Regions from separate parts of the Sus scrofa genome. Here region 1 is linked to region 2. A link is a contact called in public Hi-C data. All regions are on one chromosome and are shown on one strand. The core of a region is the stretch at or near the end of the contact, and the rest is flanking DNA. Distances in the headings are between cores, read along the strand shown.

Evidence for each region. A called contact is a pair of places that touch in the nucleus more often than the background predicts.
Region 1: a Hi-C map of embryonic fibroblasts shows a contact between it and region 2, with 4 times the contacts expected there. The contact joins the promoter of SPATA7 here to the promoter of GALC in region 2. A contact is called at or near these places in 3 of 5 promoter capture datasets (fetal liver, fetal skeletal muscle and liver), 6 of 47 Hi-C or Micro-C datasets (embryonic fibroblasts, fetal skeletal muscle, heart right ventricle and 2 more) and 2 of 2 datasets of contacts at active chromatin or transcription factors (alveolar macrophages and skeletal muscle).

Annotation. Positions count from the first base shown.
Region 1 is chr7:110,308,075-110,312,283 of Sscrofa11.1, reverse strand. It overlaps SPATA7 (spermatogenesis associated 7), which reads right to left and starts at 2,822. Exons shown (of 12, transcript NM_001177908.1): 1 at 2,673-2,822. The coding sequence starts at 2,691.
Region 2 is chr7:109,958,352-109,962,846 of Sscrofa11.1, reverse strand. It overlaps GALC (galactosylceramidase), which reads left to right and starts at 1,440. Exons shown (of 17, transcript NM_001243631.1): 1 at 1,440-1,647. The coding sequence starts at 1,453.

The DNA of each region.
Region 1 (4,209 bases), core at 1,573-4,072, 350 kb before region 2:
ACGAGACACAATCCTGGGACTTTTATTTATTGGAACTATTGGGAAATCCCTAGAATATAAACAAGCCTGGCACTATTGGTGGCCAGCCTGCACTGCACAATGGGAACCCGTCTGAGACGGAGAATGAAGCCTAAACAGAGGAAAGTGGAACAAAGATGGAAAGAGAAACCTGGTAACATCATTTGAATACCAGGATCTAACTATGTTTGGAGCTCTACCCACCCTAGACTTTCTCTACCTGCGCTCAAAAGTTCCCATTTTAAGCTTCAGCCAGTTTGAGTTGGGTTTCTTCGCCTGCAGTCAAATAACTAACTTACTGAACACTGCTAACCATGCCAGACACAGTGCTAATCACTTCGTAGCTACAAATTCACTTAATCCTTACAACAATCCTAGGACATAGGTACTATCATTATCCCCGCTTTATAGATGAAGCACAGAGAGATAAAGCGATGCAATTTATCCAAGGTTATACAACTAAAATGTGACAGATTTTGGATCTGAATCCAGGCACTCTGGTTCCTGAGTCTTAACCATTATCCTATCTTGATCAATATAAACTGCTTAGGAGTTAAACCATGCTCTAATTTACTTTACCATATGAAACAGGCTAAGAAATACAGTTTATTCTCTGTATGCAGCTTATGACCTCCAAACTCCTTTCTAATGTATGTATGTTTCTCTGCAGTCCATAGAAAAAGGAAAAGTAGGTATACAGAGAAGATAGCAAATGTCACAGAGAATAAATGACAAAAGATAAATAAATTTTAACTTTAGATGCCTTAACATTTTGTGCTCTTGAAATCATCACAGGTAACTTCAATGAAATCTAACAAATTTAGAAAGCGCAAAATTTTCAATTAAAATTATTTTAGCGTTGGCTAAAATATGGTTTCCTATTAATAATTATGTATAGGAGAACTGACTACCCCAGATATCTGGGGAATATTACATTTTTCTTAAAAACTCAAAATTAATGTTTGATACCATACATTATATAATGTCCTAAAAATGAAGCTAATTGGGTAAGTTATGGAAATATAAACGGTATTGTCTTTTTGTTGTTGTTGTTGTTGTTGTTGTTATCTCCTGGGCCGCTCCCGCGGCATATGGAGGTTCCCAGGCTAGGGGTTAATCGGAGCTGTAGCCACCGGCCTACGCCAGAGCCACAGCAACGCGGGATCCGAGCCGCGTCTGCAACCTACACCACAGCTCACGGCAACGCCGGATCGTTAATCCACTGAGCAAGGGCAGGGACCGAACCCGCAACCTCATGGTTCCCAGTCGGATTCGTTAACCACTGCGCCACTACGGGAACTCCCGTATTATCTCTTGACATGAACCTGATTTTAAAAAATTTAATAAACACTGAGACTTACTGTCTTATTAAGGCCATTATACTCTAAATTTGACATACATCCTTTCCCATGCTCCCAGTTCTACAAAGGAATAGTAAACGAAACAATGGCACTAGTTTCACATTCATTACACCTGTATTCAAAGCCTGTTGTGCCACTTACTGTGACTTGGGCAAATTACTTTTATTCACTGTGAAATGAGAATAATACAAGATGTTTTGTGCATTTAAAACTAAGGAAATTCAGAAATATTTTCTGGTACACAGCAAAGGTAATGTTAACTTATGTGGTAAAATTTCTGAAAACCATAAAGGCATGTTGGTTTGCTTTTCCTGGAACTTAGGTTACTAATATACAGTTATTTCCTACATTCAGATCAGCACTTTTTTTGATCAAAGATTACATAATAAAGGCACACCTGTATTCAAACAAGACTGATTGCAAGGAACCATCTAGCAGCTGGCTTTAAAGGTACAGTTTAAAACATAAGAACACTAAATTGCCAGAAGAGGTCTGGAGATTGCCTTAAACGCCTTGCTCAGAAAATGCAAATGATCTGGATCGGTCTGAGGCATAGATGTTTAAAGTTACGTGGCTCCAGTGGATCCACTGTAATGTCCACTTTAACCAGGCTATTCAGTCAAGAGCAGATTACGGATTAGGCCTTTGCTACTAAAACTACAGCCAGCAACACGGCATTATTTGGAAGTTTATTAGAAATGCAAAGGCTCAGTCCTCATCAGACCTACTGAATTTTAGCACTATTCCTACTCACACTAAAGTTAGAGAATCCCTGGGTTACTCACTAGTTTGGTGGGGCGGGGATGGGGTTACAATATGGAGGATTTCGTATTTACTGAGTATTTATACTGTGCTAAGAGCTTTGTATGTATCATCTGCATTTAATCCCCAAGAGCTCCAAGACAGAGGCGTTTGTACCACCACGTTCAAAAGCTGGGATAACTGAGGGCCACTCCTGAGGAGTGCAGCGGGGCTTGATTTGGGGGCCCAGAGAAGTCTCACTCCAAACACCAATTTTGGTTCGTCTCCGACCTCGAATTCCAGGGGCAGGGTCTCCTGGAGGCAGGGCAACAAATTCAGAGCAAGAAGCGGACCTGTGAACCCCACAAGCAAGGCTTCCTCTGATGCAAGAAGCCTAGGCAGCACGGGGCAACACTCGGGTCAACACTGGCGACTAAAAAGGGGACAGGGAGCGCCCAGCGCTCGGCCTAGAACCGCGCAGCCTGGACCCGAAGGCCCGACAGCCGGCCGGCGCGAGATGGCTAGCGGTAGCTCGCGACAGCTGCCCTTTACCTCTTCGGCTGCCATCCATGCTTAGACCTCTTGCAGCCGCCGTGGGTACAGCCGGGTCCCCTTCGGTCCTTCCCCGTGCCCGGCCAGCCCCCGCAGCAGAGGTTTGGCAACAAGGGGCCGGCGAGGGGGCGGCAGCGGATGGAGACTGTCGCAAGGCCGGTTGCTAAGGGCGGGTTCCACGGCGCCGGGATTGTGACGTCACGGCGTTGGGACGTGCGCTCTCGCTGCCCCGCCCCCGGGGGTAGCCGCAGAGGGGAGGAAAGCCGGGAGGGTGCCGGGATGGAGGTGCCGGGATGGAGGGGCCCGGCAGGGAAAGAACCTTAAGCGCCAGTCTGTTGCTCTGGGACTCTGCCAGTAGTCCACAGAGCGGCTGCTTGTCAGGAGTCAAGCCGCCAGCACCTGACAGGCCTTGTCCCAGCGGGAAGAACAGGAAGAAGTGGTGGTTTCATCTGGCATCTGTGTCCCCTGGGTCCCAGGAAAAAGTCAAAACGCCCATGTTGGCTGTGGTCAGGGTAACATTTAACCAATTCCAAATAATTACATCTCAAAGTAACCCATGAACATTTGAATTAGTGAAAAATCATGAGAATGAAAAACACCCACATATTTATATCTTGATTTTTAACCCGGATAATCAGTTTGTGTTTCTTTCCTGCTTCCTTAGCTTCCCTCCTCCTTTCACCATCCCCCTCCGCCTTTTTTGTCTTAATAAAATCGGTTTTCCCTTATGTTGGAAGAGTATTGCAACATGAACGAGGCGTTGATTTTTCCATGGCTTTCTACAATTTGTTTAATTTTAAAGCGGTTACTTTTGAATCCTTGGGAGTCACAGAATGGAGCCTGGGAGCGTTCTGCCATGTGTCCTCAGCAGTGGCTCTATTGACATTTTCGGCCAGATGCATAATTCTTCGTTGGGGCGGGGAGGATGTTTGGCAGCGTCCCTGGCCCCTACCCACTGCTTGCACTCCACCCGTGGTTGTGTCCAAAGATGTTTCCAGATGTTGCCAAAGATCACCTGAGAGGCAGACCCCCCACCCCACTCCACTCCAATCCCGTTTGAGAACCTGTGCTGTGATGGAAAAATTACTGGCTTTGGAGTCAGATTTGTGGAACTTAATTGTGAGTTTTCTGCCACAATTAGTTCCTAAACTACTTGAATTAGTTTCTAAACCTCTCTGAGCCTCAGATCCCTTTTTTCTAAGATGGAAAGTATGCCACTAATTTTGTAGTTGCAAGGATTAACATGTAGAGTGCCTGGCAAAATGAGATGTTCAACAATAGTTTTCTCTCTTTTAAGACTTTTGTCTTCTTCAGGGTATTAAGGAATTTAGGCATAAGGGAGTAAGTCAGAAATGCTATGAAAAGAAAAGTGGAATAAGCCAGAAATTTGGTTATGGTAATGCTTGTGCTACTGATTCTTTAAGATCCCAGGGCAAGGGGAAAATTAGATTCAAAATGTGAGGAATGTGGAAATGTGTGTAGTGGTTCTGTGATGCCTAACAACAAAGGTCATTTAGAAGGGTACAGGGGCAGAGGG
Region 2 (4,495 bases), core at 191-2,690:
TTAGGGTTTACTGCCTGGAACCATTTCAACTGGAAGCAGGACGTAGCTTATTAAGTTACACAGTAGTTACCAGGATGAAGAACCTGTCAGCTAACTTTTGTTAAGTGTGTGTGTGTGTGTGTGTGTGTGTGTGTGTGTGTGTGTGTGGATTGAAAAAAATACAATCTGAAAAGTTGAGAGTTAAGTATTATTTGGGGTGAAATTAGGACTTAAGCCCAGGAGAGCATCTCAGGCAGCCTCGGGAAACTGCTCTGAGGAGGTGAGGGGGGGAGCGAGGATATATGAGTTTTTGCAGCAATGGGGAACTAGTAGGAACAAAAGATGTACAGATAACCAGGTTTACAGAAAACCATTTCTATGGGAACACAGTAAAGTTCTGGGCTTAACCAGAATCACTCCTTTGATAACGCTTTCCTGAGTTCCCCAGGGCTCAGTGGCCCACCCTTGGGAGTGGCTGTTCTCACAGGTGACCCTGACATCTTTTGTTTGGCCCACTAATTACAGCCCAGGGGCAGAAATACCGCCCCAAAGAGGAAAGGGGGACTATCAAGATCTAAGTCATAAAGGAGAAGGGGGAGGTAATGCAGCTATGCACACACTTTACAGAAGTTTGTTGTGGGTCTTGTGAAGGTTACTACTGGTCACAGACATTAGCCATCATTGACGGATTTTTGCGTTTTTCTAGATATAAGATGTAAGAACTGGGCTCATAAAAATCTTCTCCTAAAAACATCTAACTATCTAAAGATCATTTCTTTCAGTTTTCCCAGAGCACAGAGTGCCTCACTCCTGGTCTCCACCCTGAGCTCCACTGGGGTGGGGGGGGGTGTGCTACAGGTGGGCAGCTGCAGTGGTTCCTGTTTTACTCAGGATGGCAAGCGCCAAACTGAAGTTCTCATGTGTAAGGGCAGTCAGTGAAGATATACTGCATGTCTGTCGCCTTATGTTTAATTATACGTGCCCCGTGTGGCTGCTCTTCTTGTTTCCTCTCACATTAAGAGGACACTCAGGCCCAGAAAGCTAAATGACTCAACCATGGTGACCGCTGAAGATGGACTAGTATAGAGGCTGCAAGCCTGTCCGTTTTTAGCTCTGCCCCCTGGTGGCACATGGTAGATACGCCTGGAAATGCTGGGGGACGTCTGCGTTGGGCCATTCACTGCCCGCTCCCTTGGCCTTGGCCATCCACCTTCTCTTCGCCAAAGGCTCCAGTAGGTGAAGCCAGAAGAGGGGCAGTGAAGCGATACACGCCAAAGCCGGAGTCAGACCCTGACGTATGGAGGCGACTAGAGGAGGCTCCTTCTGTCCTCCCGCAGCACTTCGGTGGCTGCGTCAGCGACCTGCGGCCCACACTCAACATGGCGGCGGGGGCGCCAGCGAACTCCTGCCCTTCTCCATCATGGCGGCGACCAGACCCGCCTCCCTGGGCGCCGGAGTCATGTGACCCACACAATGGCTGAGCGCCGACTCCAGGCTTCCCGGCAACGCCGAGTGAAAGTCATGACGGCTGCCGCGGGTTCGGCGGGCCAAGTCGCGGTGACCCTGCTGCTGTGCGCGCTGCTTGCGCCTGGCAGCTCGTACGTGCTCGACGACTCTGACGGGCTGGGCCGGGAGTTCGACGGCATCGGAGCGGTCAGCGGCGGCGGGGTGAGCAGGGGGCAGTGGGGTGAGCTGGCTGTGAGCTGAGGGGGTGGGATGGTGGGGCGGGGCGGTTGTGGGGGCGCCAGGGGTCCGCCCCGTCCCGCCCCACAAGCCCCCGCGGCGCAGCCCCGCCGCCTCTGGGCTGGTTGTCGGGGTGCGTGGACTGCGTGGCTCGAGTCCGCCCAGGCTGGTTTAAGGTGATCCTGTAGAGGCAGTTAGGTGTAACAGATAAGGATCCGGAGGTCCACCGAGTAAGTGACAGGTCTAGATAGTGACAAGGCTGGGGCTCAAATCCTCCCTCACTTTGGGCAACGGGGCCTGGGGGCTCTTCTCCTTGGGGAGGGCACCCGGTGAGGGTGGCTCTTGAGACGGCCAGAGAGTGAGCTGGGGAGCGTCTGTCTGCTGAAGAGGATGAGCCTGTGGGATGCTGTGCCTCTTCCTTTTTAGGAAGAGGGGTCGGGGGAAGTGCAGGACCACTAGTGCGGGGCGCGGTTGGGCTCTTTCAAAGGGCCGAATGCTGGATAGGTTTTTGTCTGGAGGCATAACAGGTACCCCAAGGTCTGTTTAGAAAGGTGAGAGGCCAGAAACTGGAACCTTTTTTTTTTTTTTTTTCTAGTGGCGGACTACGCCAGTATCAACTGAGAGTTTAGGATTTTTGGAGGATCGTTGTCCCCGCAGAAGGTGAAGCCCTAGGGCGTGAGTTAGAGGCTGGAAGGGTCAGTCCCTCACTGGCGGCTATTTAGGTGTGCCAGGGGAGGGAAACCTTGGATGGAGACAGTGACTCACCACCATTAAAGTGCCTAAGAATCACCTTGTGCAATGCAGACCCTGCCCCGCCCCCATTCTGACTCTAGTTCTGGAGTGGGGTCTGAGAATCTGCATTTTTAACAAATGCACCAGTTGATTCTCATAGTATGTATTGAGAGAAATTTTTTCCTGATTCAAGGGTCTTTGGGGCAAGGGATGATCTATTTTTGAACTTGTAGTTTAAGAATAGATTTAGAGTTGTGGAAGTGTTGCCAAGACAATACAGAGTTCTCATATATCCTGCAGCCAGTTTTCTCCTGTTAATGGGCATCCCACATCAGTATGGTACATTTGTCCCAACCAGTGTTCATAACATTAATGAAAGGCCATACATCCTTTCGTATATCCTGAAGCTGTTACTTAATGCTCTTTTTTGGTTCCAGGATCCCATCCAGGATATTAATTGTATTTCATTGTCATGTTTCCTTAGTCTTTTCTGGGCTGTGTCCATTGGGATAAGTTCCCCTCATGTGGGCATTCTAAAATACATAGGTTAAGGGAGACATGAGGGCCATTACAGCTTAGTGCAAAATTTGTGTGGTCGCAGCCAGTAAGTCCCTTGGTTCCTTGGTCGTGCTGACAGGCGGCCACCTGGCTTGGGAGCCTGCTATGGTAGCATGTTTTTGACTCCTAACAGTTTGCTTGGTCCTGTACCATGCTGTTTGTAACATTTGTCTTGTCTTTTTTTAATCCCCTTCTATTTATAGTCCTTGGGTCCATGGGGTTTATGGGGGCAGACCTTCAGGTGAGAAGGATTTTCTTTTTTGTACCCCAGATCATAGCTAGAGCTGATTTTATTTGAAAGTAGTTATGGCTGAACTTTGAATGGGTTGTTTGTTGGGTTGAGCCAGATGGAGCTTAGATCCTTAGATGCAGTTAAAAACTAGTTTGAATGCTTGCTTGCTGGGTGAATGTTTGGGGCTGGTCTCAGCCTTTTGATAACCAGTGATGTGGCTGCACTGGCCCTTTTGGTTTTTATAATTGCAGGATGCCTTCAGCAATAACCATCAGAAAACTCTGGAAAAAAAAAAATTTATTACTCACAGGTCCTGGCACACTTAGGGCTACACAGGGAGGTTACAGGTAAAGAGAGAGAGTGAGAGGTAGTGTGGGCCTGGTATTGTTTTCATTAGGACAAAGGGTGAGAGCCTAGCGTTTCGTGGGCCTAGCATTTTTTTGTTTGTTTTTAAGGCCACGCCTGGAGTATATGGAAGTTTCTGGACTAGGGGTCGAATTGGAGATGCAGCTGAGGCCTGTGCCACAGCCATGGTAATACTGGATCCAGGTTGCTTCTATGACCTCTGTCGTAGCTTGCGGCAACACTGGATCCTTAACCCACTCAGTGAGGCCAGGGATCAAACTTGCATCCTCACAGACACTATTTCGGGTTCTTAACCCTTTTGAGCCACAGTAGGAACTCCTGGGCTCACTTTTTATTGATGAGTTTAAAATTTAAGAGTGAGAATTTGAAGTGCAGGCAGAGAAGAAATAAGTGGCCCAAATGATGGTCATTTATCACAATCAACCAAGATGTCTAAAACCAAGGGTTCTTCATCCCTCTATCCAGCCTGGCTCATTATCTAGTTCTCTGGAGGGCAAGGTGTTTATTTGAGATAGCCATCTTGGAAGTGGATAACTTTTGAAGTAGATGCCTAAGCAATCAAAGCTTCAGTCCTACACTTTTATTACAAAAGAGGAAAAACCACCTATCAGGGATTACACTGCAATCCACCCTTGATCCCTAGGCATCAGAGTCAATGGTAGGGGTGTAAACTACTTGAGTAATTGATTTGCTAAAAGTCAAAGATAGGGCATGTTGTAAACTAGAAAATACACATCTGAATAGGATTATAGTAGCACTCGTATAATAATTATACAAGCAACAATCTGAAATCCATTTTATAGCTGTTGTCCCAAGCATAAAGTGTCCCAACTTGAAACCAGGTCAGTGACCTTGGAGCCTAGGAATCTTTTAAAAGCTTAGGATAATATTGTGATAAACATCTTAGGCCATCCAGTGTAAGTAGATTTGAAACTGTCTTGAGTT